Linked DNA regions of Zea mays: region 2 is linked to region 1. The links are chromatin contacts, called in public Hi-C maps. All regions are on one chromosome and are shown on one strand. Each heading gives the region's core, a stretch centred on a gene start, on an enhancer-like site or on the middle of the called end of the contact. The rest is flanking DNA. Distances are from core to core; before and after follow the strand shown. Region 1 overlaps LOC542032 (m15 protein). Region 2 holds the start of LOC100279325 (meiotic recombination protein SPO11).

What was found. Hi-C and Micro-C count contacts between places; a contact is called where the count stands out from the background.
Region 2: a Hi-C map of tassel shows a contact between it and region 1, with 3 times the contacts expected there. The contact joins the promoter of LOC100279325 here to the enhancer-like site in region 1. A contact is called at or near these places in 20 of 25 Hi-C or Micro-C datasets (bundle sheath, ear, leaf and 5 more).

Annotation. Positions count from the first base shown.
Region 1 is chr5:7,436,925-7,443,025 of Zm-B73-REFERENCE-NAM-5.0, reverse strand. LOC542032 (m15 protein) reads right to left here. Exons shown (of 8, transcript NM_001111677.2): 3 at 5,619-5,683; 4 at 5,437-5,536; 5 at 5,273-5,314; 6 at 5,040-5,081; 7 at 4,827-4,945; 8 at 4,026-4,290. The coding sequence ends at 4,185. Among protein-coding and RNA genes, the nearest start is that of LOC542032, 18 kb to the right of the region's middle. Within about 2 kb of position 2,630, at least 11 of the 20 cell types and tissues checked have an H3K27ac peak or open chromatin away from gene starts, as enhancers often do. A contact at or near this core is called in ear, root tip and tassel, where this site is marked.
Region 2 is chr5:7,555,534-7,561,634 of Zm-B73-REFERENCE-NAM-5.0, reverse strand. It overlaps LOC100279325 (meiotic recombination protein SPO11), which reads left to right and starts at 3,384. Exons shown (of 15, transcript NM_001360965.1): 1 at 3,384-3,502; 2 at 3,594-3,705; 3 at 3,835-3,911; 4 at 3,984-4,085; 5 at 4,170-4,243; 6 at 4,429-4,445; 7 at 5,013-5,082; 8 at 5,176-5,212; 9 at 6,066-6,101. The coding sequence starts at 3,397. LOC100192976 (phytochromeC2) reads left to right here. Exons shown (of 4, transcript NM_001138150.1): 1 at 1-620; 2 at 721-1,537; 3 at 1,824-2,117; 4 at 2,724-2,961. The coding sequence ends at 2,961.

The DNA of each region.
Region 1 (6,101 bases), core at 1,381-3,880:
AAGTCATAGATTGAAAGGGAAAAGGAGTCTTCGGCGAAGACAAGGCTTCCACTCCGCTCCATCGAATCATTCATCCTTCGCCGTCGCTCCACACTAACTCTCCAACTTTGGTATAATCTTCACTCCTTTACTTCCATCCAAAGGGGGAGAGAGTAGTTTAAAAGGGCTTATATTTCACTCGAGCATCCGTTTTTGGCGATTCATGCCAAAGGGGGAGAGAGTATTAGCCCAAAGCAAAAGGACCGCACCACCACCAATTTCAAAAAATATAGTCTTTTAATTGGTGTTAAAAGAAGTTTTTCAATTGGTATCTTATTTTGATATAATTTCAAATTGATATATCCTCTTCAATATTAATGTCTAAAACCCTCTTGAACACTAAGAGGAGGATTTCATTAAGGGGGAGTTTTGTTTAGTCAAAAGAAAAGCATTTGAACCAAGGGGAGAAAATTTCAAAACTTGAAAATGCTTCTCGAAAAATCTTATTCATTTACCTTTGACTATTTGCAAAAGAACTTTGAAAAGAATTTCCAAAACATTTTGCAAAACAAAACATGTGGTGCAAGCATGGTCCAAAATGTTAATAAGAAGAAAAGTCATCCATGCGCATCTAGTAAGTAATATTTACTGGTTTCATTCCAAGCAACCTTTACACTTACATTATGCAAACTAGTTCAATTCTGCACTTCCATATTTGCTTTGGTTTGTGTTGGCATCAATCACCAAAAAGGGGGAGATTGAAAGGGAAATAGGCTTACACCTTTTCTTAATTGATTTTGGTGGTTGAATTGCCCAACACAAATAATTGGACTAACTAGTTTGCTCTAGATTATAAGTTTTACAGGTGCCAAAGGTTCACAATAGATCAATAAAATGACCAAGAAAGGGTTCAAACGAAGAGAGCAAAAGACAACCGAAGCGTGCCCTGGTCTGGCACCGGACTGTCTGGTGTGCCACCGGACAGTGTCCGGTGTACCAGGGAACTCAGCTCCAAACTCGTCACCTTCGAGAAAATCAGAGGGCGCTCCGCTATAATTCACCGGACTGTCCGGTGTGCCAGCGGAGCAACGGTTACTTCAGCGCCAACGGTCGACTGCAGCCGCATTCAATGCGCTACAGTGCGCGTTAGAGTCAGAGCAGCGTCAGAAAGCGCACCGGACAGTCTACAGTGCTTGTCCGGTGCACCACCGGACAGCCAGAAGACCCCACCTGTCAGAGCTCCAACGGTCGAACCCTAACGGCTGGGTGACGTAGTTGGCACACCGGACAGTGTCTGGTGGCGCACCGGACTGTCTGGTGCGCCCGTCGACAGCAGCCTCCACCAAATGGCTAGTTTGGTGGTTGGGGCTATAAATACCCCAACCACCCCACCATTCATTGCATCCAAGTTTTCTACCTTTCAACACCTTACAAGAGCTATAACATTCAATTCTAGACACAACCAAAGAGATCAAATGCTCTCCTAAGTCCGGAATCACTCCAAATCAAATAGTGACTAGAGAGAGTGACATTTGTGTTCATTTGAGCTCTTGCGCTTGGATTGCTTCTTTTCTTTCTCATTCTTTCTTGTGAACACTCAATTGTAACCAAGGCAAGAGACACCAATTGTGTGGTGGTCCTTGCGGGGACTTAGTGTCCCGTGTGATTGAGAAGAGAAGCTCACTCAGTCTAAGTGACCATTTGAGAGAGGGAAAGGGTTGAAAGAGACCCGGTCTTTGTGACCACCTCAACGGGGAGTAGGTTTGCAAGAACCGAACCTCGGTAAAACAAATCCTTGTGTCTCACTCCTTATTTGGTTGCGATTTGTTTTTCACCCTCTCTCTCGGACTCGCTTATATTTCTAACGCTAACCCGGCTTATAGTTGTGGTTAAGTTTATAAATTTCAGATTCGCCCTATTCACCCCCCTCTAGGCGACTTTCAGGTCGGCCCGGCCCGGCCCGACCTGTTTAGGCCCGCTGCGGGTCGGGCTCGGACAGGAAATCAAGCCGCGGGCTTAGAAGGCCCGGCCCGGTTTTCTAACCGGGCCTAAAACGGGCCGGGCTTCACCGGGCCCGGGCCGGGCGGCCCGTTTGGCCATCTCTAACCCTACCCAAATGTATAGCTATAGTCATCGGTGCATAAACAATCAATGTAGTGCACCACTAATCCATCCGACATGGATGTTTACATATATATTCGATAGCGCACATGCAGTATAATCAGCTTCTGCTGCGGGGACACCTAGGTCTGGAGCCATGAAAGGTAACCACTTGTCTGGTAATGATGATAACAAGGCTATCTCCAGCAATAACGTACAAACAGACATGCAAAATACTTATAGTGTAGAGTTTAAAATAAGTAATATATGAAGGCCGCCAGAAATAGGACGGAGGGAGTAAAGCAGGTTCCACCATGTTCTTTTGGGCCACCAGCAGCGATGACGCCGGCTCTGGGTTCCCCCGGGAACAGATATCTGTTTGATTGCACGTCTGACAGATCTGAGAGCAATCTGACCGAAGGATGGGACTCTGACGCTGATGATGGCTCTGATTTGTGAGATTCTGGATGACAGCGCCAGTACAGTACAGCCCGTGAGATGTCGGAGATGGCTGCGCTGGTACAGCCGTGAGATGTCGGAGACGGCTACATGTTTCCATGAGTGTAAAGGAATGCTGAGCTACTGCAATCGCATCACGTGCTTGGTTGCAGATACAGCCGGCTAAAACCGTGTCGAGCAGTTACCTATATAGTCATCTAAAACATTGTTTTGCATTATAGACTGTATTGTTCATAAAGTGTGATTTAAATATTGTTATGTGGATGATTAAGCTGTTGGTGATAGCCTAAAAACTCGGAGCATCTCTTTGGTACAGAATGCCATCCGGATCAGAGTGTCTTGGTTTTACAGGGCTGCAAGCAAGCATGTATTTCAAAATAGTACTGGTAGTACAAAGGAAGGCCCTGGGCAAGCTCAAAAGTAGTGCTCTACGGGTGTCAATGGTCCTTCTGTGCCAAATGCCGAAGGTGTGCAAAATAAATACGGGCAGGTCAAAGGATGACCATGACCATGACCAGTCTTCAGTGCTAAATGTCAAGGAACGCTCAATGGTTGGTTCTGAAAAAGCTTCACAAAGGGTTCAATCGCCTTGCCCGGATGAGAACTCTGCCTATAGCTTTGCTTTTGCAAAAACATTTTTCCTGGGATCTTGTCAGCGGACAGGAATGATGGAAGTCCTCAGATTTCTGTCAGTACTCTTGAAATGATTGATGAGAAAAATACCTGAAGATGTATTTTCACAAAAAAAAAAAAGAGGATCAGGCTTCCTAGAACACAAACATTTATTCTGCTCAAGAGAATGTTCCTGTCAAAGGTAAGGATTGGCTTCAAGATCTTGAGGAATTAGGGCGGTTTGCTTCAGTGATTGGTCGACGTTAAAAACACAAAGAAACTGTTGGGTACAAGCGGCAATTACAAATACAGGTACAGTTTTTCGCTACCTGTACTGGAAATATGTGACGATATGCATGGATTTGAGAACATAACATCCAGCACTCTGTATTTAATGTGATTTCAGTTGTGGTGGGATCATGCTTGCCTGTATATATGTCTGTGGAAATTATTTCCTACTCCTAGGTGTAGCTACTCTCATGTGTATAAATTTATGGTGTATATGGCCTGACCAAATGTATAAGATATGATCATACTAGACCATCTACTGTAGTATGTATGTCAAATATCAAAAAATATACAAGCACTTATTTTTATATATACTAATACTATTATAGCATATTAAAAAATACAGGCTCTTTTAGAAAAAAAATACTACCTCCGTTCTTAAATATTTTTCACCTACTAGTTTATTTTTGAACTAAAACATGATAAATAAAAAATAACGAAAGGAGTACACAATAAGGTTTCAAGTAAATGAGTATGCAGACAGATCGCATACGCAATGCATGAAGGATCAAGAACGTCTTATGGTCATGAAAATGGAATATTTGATGCTGCACATATACTGATGCGTAAAGTACTCGTGCGGCCGCCCCAGCGGAAATGGTGATTAACACATTGCAGATTTGATACTTACATATATAGACATACATTGGTAAAAAAAGATACGGCAAACCCACTGCTGCTGCTCTCGCGATCACGATGATACTATACTGCACCAGGCGGATAAACGGGAAGAGTTGCTGAAACCTTCAGCTGCTCAGGTGGCTAAGCATCCATGGTGGTAGTCCAACGCGAGCCTGTGGCTGCGCTGCTGCACCTTCCACCAACCTCCCGCCTGCTGCCACAGGAAAAATGCTGCAAAGAAACGGACACAGACGGAGACTATCTTGTCAGTTGCTTCCTGAAATGTCAACAGTGTACTAGGAAATTGGGTGTAGCTTGGTTGAGCATAGGCGTACGGCTACTCTTTTGAAAAAAAACATACAAAAGAAAAACCACAAGCATAAAATTTATCGGAGAAACGCATACAGCTAGATGGATGATTAATTATACTGACACACGGAGTTTTGTAGAAAAAAAAAAGTTGACCTCGTACCTTCTGTGAAAGGAAAAACAGGAGTCTATCAGTACGTGAAGAATTTTTTTTCTTTTTCTTTGTGGCTCATAAATGGTCAAAAAAAATTCAACGAACATTGTGTGTCAACATAATTGTTCCATGCATGGTCTACAAGAATCTATATTTTCTACAAATTTTGGAAAAGCACAAGTTTATGTGTATTTTTGAATTGGGGTTTAGATAAAGCCCAAGCTCACTCAAATCTTTACCCGAAACCGAGGCCACCTCACAATTTGGGATTGTAGGCTTGTAGCGCGATGTGAATGTGCTCTACCTGATATTTGTTGTTGGGGCAGCTTCCCTTATCACGAAGCACGAGGAAGACGAACTGGTCTGCTGTTGGGTTTGGCCCCATTGCACTTGCTTCCGCTGGGCTTTCTGCTTCTCCGCGAGCTGCAGGCAGGAGCAACGCTTTCTGTAAATTTAATTTGCGTCATGAGAAAACAGAGGGCTAGCTGAGTGTTGAGGAGCGGCGGCGTCTGGCTACCTCCTTCTGCAGAACCTTGTTCTCCTCCTGCAGCGACTTCTCCTGCGGCAATGCATCGCATGCCAATACTCAGCACAGCACAAGAGCAGGAATATTTTGTGGATGTAACTAGGCAACCAGAGCAGTCAATACTTGCAACAAACCATGCCCACCTAATGCCCAGCTAAAGAAACCTTACATTTCTTAAAAAGGAAGTTCCAACGGCCAACTTTAAGCAAGCTCGACGAATTTACCTTCCGTTGGAGCTCCGAAATTGACTCGAGCATAAGTTGGTTCTGCGCATACGATGAATATTTACTTGTTAGCTTTCTCCAACGCGCAGAGCGCAAGGCTGTCAGTGGTGTAGTAAGCAACACATAAGGAATGCACTGCAGTCTAATATACATGATCACACTACCTTCCTGGTTCTGATATGTTTCAGTGAACTCTCCAGCTGCTGCTCTAGTTGCTGAAGCTCTTTGAGATTCAACGTTTCAAGATCCTCTCCCATGAGGTGCCTGCAGGACACAAAAGTATTGGTCATATTTATCTTCAACAGGGCATATTACATTTTTTCAGCAACTAATCACTACAAATTACTTTTGACATTTTTGTATTGTCTCGACCTTCGCCTTTAGTTTTCTATACTCGTGGCACCAATTGCCCTACATAAAGCAAAGCAGATTTACGTTATTTAGTATGTGGCAACATCATGAAAAGGAATGTTACTGATCTAGTATATATCAACATTAAAGGAGACACTCAACATAATAACCTGGGTTAAGTGAATCAATAACTGCCCTGTAATATAATATTCTTTGTACTACCGTAAGTCATTCTAACTTTTCTAAATAGATAGTTTTTTAATTTGTCTAGACATAACATGTATTCAGGTGTGTAGCAAAAGTTATGTATCTAAACAAAGGTTTAAACAACTTATAATTTAAAATGGGGGTAGTATTAGTTTAAACCAAATTTATCACATAACTATTGACTAGCACCATATTTAGTAAAAAAATGACAGCTCCATGGATTATTATAAGAAAATGGCGAGGAACTGTTGACAACGTATAATACATTTGG
Region 2 (6,101 bases), core at 2,135-4,634, 120 kb before region 1:
TGGGCTGAGTACTGACAGCTTAGTGGAAGCGGGTTATCCTGGTGCTGCTGCACTCCGTGAAGTCGTGTGTGGCATGGTGGCCATTAAGATCTCTTCCAAAAATTTTATCTTCTGGTTCCGATCACACACAACAAAGGAGATCAAGTGGAGTGGGGCTAAGCATGAACCGTTTGACGCAGATGACAATGGCAGGAAGATGCATCCACGATCTTCATTCAAGGCCTTCTTGGAGGTGGTTAAATGGAGAAGTGTTCCCTGGGAGGATGTTGAAATGGATGCTATCCATTCTTTGCAGTTAATATTACGTGACTCCCTGCAAGGTGAAGATGCCAACAGAAACAACATCAGGTCCATTGTAAAAGCTCCATCTGATGATATGAAGAAGTTACAGGGGCTACTTGAACTAAGAACAGTTACAAACGAGATGGTCCGCTTAATTGAGACAGCAACTGCCCCTGTCTTGGCTGTTGACATTGCCGGTAACATAAATGGATGGAACAAAAAAGCTGCAGAACTAACAGGGTTACCTGTAATGGAAGCCATAGGGAGGCCTCTGATAGATCTTGTTGTTGCTGATTCTGTTGAAGTGGTTAAGCAGATTTTGGACTCAGCTTTACAAGGTTTGTCACTATGCTTTCAGTCGATCTTTTTGTGGTTCCCAGCTTAATCTGAACGTGTCCATTTTTTTCTATGACAGCTTAGTGTCTCCTTGTGTTTCAGGAATTGAAGAGCAAAATCTGGAAATCAAGCTTAAAACATTCCATGAACAGGAGTGTTGTGGTCCAGTTATCTTGATGATTAACTCCTGCTGTAGTCGGGATCTTTCAGAGAAAGTCATTGGAGTTTGCTTTGTAGCACAAGATTTGACCAGGCAGAAGATGATTATGGATAAGTATACTAGGATACAAGGAGACTATGTTGCCATAATAAAGAACCCCAGTGAGCTCATCCCTCCCATATTTATGATCAATGATCTTGGTTCCTGCTTAGAGTGGAATAAAGCTATGCAGAAGATTACTGGTATGAAGAGGGAAGACGCGATAAATAAGTTGTTAATTGGGGAGGTCTTCACGCTCCATGATTATGGCTGTAGGGTGAAAGATCATGCTACTCTAACGAAACTTAGCATACTGATGAATGCAGTGATTTCTGGTCAGGATCCAGAGAAGCTCCTGTTTGGTTTCTTCGGCACAGGTGGGAAGTATATTGAATCCTTGCTGACAGTGAACAAGAGAACAAATGCTGAGGGTAAAATCACTGGCGCTCTTTGCTTTCTGCATGTGGCTAGCCCAGAGCTTCAGCATGCTCTTGAGGTCCAGAAAATGTCTGAACAAGCTGCTACAAACAGCTTTAAAGAATTAACTTACATTCGTCAAGAATTAAGGAACCCACTCAATGGCATGCAATTTACTTATAACTTATTGAAGCCTTCCGAATTGACAGAGGATCAGCGGCAACTTGTTTCATCTAATGTTCTGTGTCAGGACCAGCTGAAAAAGATTTTACATGACACTGATCTTGAAAGCATTGAACAGTGGTAAGTTCTGTATTGTCCGAATCATCTGTAGCAATGTTGATTTAATTATTTGTGTCGTTTTTGTGGCAGTTCTAGAAGGGATCTATAAACAGCATACACTATACATAAAGATATATACTTGCTTTCATATTCACATGATTAGAATTGCTCAGACATGAATTTTTTGTTCATTGTACTAATGCTTTGTAGTGCTAAAGATGTATACATATGAAAAGGCTGACCAGTTCAGTTATACATGCATGGCAATTTTTTTAAACTATTGGTAAACAAATTCTTGCTGTTACAGCTATATGGAGACGAACACAGTAGAGTTCAACCTTGAGGAAGCTCTGAATACGGTCCTGATGCAAGGCATTCCTTTGGGCAAGGAAAAACGTATTTCTATTGAACGTGATTGGCCTGTGGAAGTGTCACACATGTACATTTACGGGGACAATATAAGGCTTCAGCAGGTCCTAGCAGATTATCTGGCTTGCGCCCTTCAATTCACACAACCAGCTGAAGGACATATCGTGCTCCAGGTCATTCCCAAGAAGGAAAACATTGGGTCTGGCATGCAGATTGCTCATTTGGAATTCAGGTAATACGGCACTCTCATCTTGGTCTTTCGATAGCTGTTCTTGAACTGAAAGGATGATTTGACAAATAAGTGAACTACTAAATTGTACATCTAGTTTCTATTAACTCAGCACAACTCCAACATTTGTCTCTTGTAAATAACTTTCGCAGTGCTCCTAATTGTGTTAGTTATAATCCACGAAAAGGATTGTATGTTGACAAGGAACAGATAAGACCTAATGCTAGCAAATTCACTTCTGAACATCTTAACTCCTAAAAAAAATTCGACCTTCTCACGTAGGTCAAGAAAACCCTGAACCCCTGTCACATCCATACAAAGTGATATTATAGCCCATGTGAGAACGACCGGGACCGGTCCTTAGACCTCTGCTTACTCAGCTTAAAATTCGCTCCCACGAGGAGTCGAATCTATCCTGGTCACTGCACCAGCCAAGATGCAGTGATACATGTCACTTCAGGCATGTAGTTACACTTTGCAGTTTGAAACAATGGAAATGATCCCTGTGTAAAATTGGCGCTATCCCTGCCATTCTATATACACTGCAATGTGGCGAATGCGAGTATTGGTGGTGATGGGAGCTGTGTAACTGATTGACTCAATGTGCAGGATTGTCCATCCAGCTCCAGGCGTTCCAGAGGCCCTGATACAGGAGATGTTCCAGCACAACCCAGGGGTGTCCAGGGAGGGTCTCGGCCTGTACATAAGCCAGAAGCTGGTGAAAACGATGAGCGGCACGTTGCAGTACCTACGAGAAGCCGACACCTCTTCGTTCATCATCCTGATAGAGTTCCCGGTCGCCCAGCTCAGCAGCAAGCGGTCCAAGCCTTCGCCAAGTAAATTCTGACACTGATGCTCCTGGAACTGCAGTGACGGTTCGGCCGTGTCAAATTCTCGGGTGTAGGGTGTACCTCTGGCCAAGTGACTGATATTCTGAAAAACATACGGACTTCTAGTATAGGAGAAGAGGAATCCTAATCCTAGTAATTATATCTTAGTAGATATGTGCTTAGTCTCTTGTTAATTTTTTGTCTTGAGAGGACTATATATACTGATAAAGTGATAATTTATTCAGAGAATAAAGAATGGGCTCCATGCTTTGTCTATGTATTCTCTTCTTGAGGGCAATTTACGCCTCTTGAGAAGGGTGGCTTCGTTGTTGGGCTCTTGAAGGCCCACGCAGTCCAACGGAGCCCACTAAGCCTAATTCTGTTTCTTCGCGATCGATTAGCTGATTAGCTCCATGGCGGCTTCGAAAAAATCAAAATAAAAAACTAGCGCCATGGCGGGGAGGGATAAGAGGCGACGAGCGGCGCCGCTCGAAGGCGACGAGCAGCAGTTGCGGCGGAGGCTGGAGGAAGCGGCGCTCCTCCTCCGCAGGATCAAAGGTTTTGTTACTCATCTCCTCGATCGCCTGCCCTTAAATCTTCCCTCTCTCCTGTAGCGTCTGGAGCTGACGCGCGGTTGGGGATGGTGCAGGGCTTGTGCGCTGGATCGTCGAAGAGGTTGCCGCCGGCCGCTCCCCGTCTATAGTGCTCCACCGGTACCGGAACTATTGCTCCTCCGCCGACTCTGCGTCCCCGTCCCCATGGTTTAGCTTCCGCGCCCGCTCCCGGGATCATCTCCTTCCCGACCAATTCACCGTCACATCCCTCGAACAATTTTCACCCAAATGTGTGACATCCGTAGACCCTGGGCGCGCGCTCGTGCGTGATTGCAGTGCCTGCAGCTACGACATCCCCGTCGGCACGGACGTCCTCTCTCTGCTCCACAAGGACTACCACACCTCCCGCCTCAGTACGAATACATCTAAATCTTTGCATTTATGTGATCACACTAATTACTTTCTGATGCGTTGTTCATGCGTAGATGTGCTCCTGAGGGTGCTGTTCGTGGTGCAGCAGCTCCTGCAGCAGAACAAGCACTGCTCCAAGAGGGACATCTACTACATGTACCCCTCCATCTTCGTAGGTCTGTGCTCAGTAGGTGCAATGTTTGCTCCTCATTCCATTATACGGGATTACTAGAATTTGCACATATCTTGGCTCCCTGCAGAAGTAGCAGTTGTTGACCGTGCCATCAACGATATCTGCATACTCTTCAAGTGCAGCCGGCACAATCTCAACGTGGTAGGTCCATAGGTGCCACTAGTCTGCTGTCTTCCCTGAAGCTTCCATTGTGTATTGTAGAAAGGACTTGTGCCATCAACGATATTTGCTCCTTCACTAATATGCAGCACCATGACTATTACATACTGTCTTAATTTCATAACCTTTTATCTGACTGAATACTGTGCTCCCTTGGCTCTCTGCAGGTTCCTGTAGTGAAAGGGTATGAACTGTCATAGAGTTGAAGCTCTGAAGATATGTCCGTTTGTTATTCTTCTATTATTTTACAACGCTTCATTTTTTTATAACTTAAATAAACCCGTTTTTTTTTGTTCCTTAATCATCCTGTGTGCTTCTCACCATTATATAAAGAAAGATGATTTGGATGTGTTTGATGAGCTAGTGGGGTTGGGAACCTGGGATACCGTTCTTTCAATGTAGTCTTAGCCGTATAGGTTTATGCATATGAAGAGGAGGAAGAAATGATGCCATGATGGATCTGTTGTTCTTCCCAGTGTCAGTTCACAACTTTGAGATATATTTTTTTTGATACAGAACATGTCTGAATTCATGAAGAGTTCTCTTTGGTTTATCTGAATAAAAAATCAATATAGCATAAGTGTTAACTAAATTCACTATAGGAATTTGGAAATTCTATATGATTTCCGTATTACACTTGCTGTTACTTGCATTGTTTTTGCTAGGTTTGCGATGTTATATTCATAGAACTATTTGTTATTTATTCAGTTGTTTAATTGTGTGCACATGTCTATTCCCTTCATTATCCTAGTTTGGTGATGGGCTGGATAAGATTTATGGAGGGCGAAAAGAAAGTGTATTGTATAACAAGCGTCAATGCTGTAAGCTTTTATGTTCTCTGCCCCCTAATTTTGCTAACTGGTCTATTGATAAGATTTCATTTAATTTGTTTGCTTTACCTTCTGTATATTCAGGCTTTCTCCATTCCTGTTGACATTGAGGCAATCAAAGGTTTTTCCATCAACTTTAGGAACACAACCCCTTTGTGCTTTTGTGAAATGTGTAGAAGGGAGGGGGTAGTGAAAAATCAACTCTTTCCTTGATGTTTTGAAGCACACTGGGCAAAAAGTCACTGATCATTTTTTGCTCTTAAATGGTACCATAGATCTTCAATTTTTTGTTTCTTTTTTTAAAAGAAATTCATAATCTTACATTCTGAATTAAATAACTACTCCCCCTCTTCCAAGTTATAGTTTACTACTTCACTCTAGCTTTGTCCCAAATCAAACCTCTCTAACTTCACTTTAGTTATATGTTTTGATAAGAGAAGATATCCGGTGCACATGAAAGATTGGTGCACATGGTGCACATATTAAATCATCACCACTCAATTTAGATCTAACGTCTCTAGTTGTTTGGTATATTTTGCTAAGGACACCCTCCAACGTGGTGGTGTGTAGTGATGGAAGGTATTATTTGTAAATTGAATGATCAACTAAAGACGTTAGATATAAAATAAGTGGTGGTGATTTAATATGTGCACCATATGCACCAGATATGTCCTCTTTTGATAATGCATTTATTGAACTTCTAGGTGATAATATATTGTTCTAAAACTTGATCAAAGTTAGAGAAGTTTGACTTAGGACAATGCTAAAGTGAAGAATTATTTGAAACATCGGGAGTACCTTTTATCTTTTCCAGTCAAATTTTGTAATTGAGATATTATATGGTTGTTTAACAACTCGGATTTAGACGTGCCTACACCAGTACACCTCTATAGCAAAGCTTTTGATTTCCTCCCTTGATACCCTGAATTGCATTATAGTGAGCTGAAGTTGTCTTATTCTTTCTTCTCTTGCAGATGTTGTTAGTGTTGCCCACTACATACTTGTGGTTG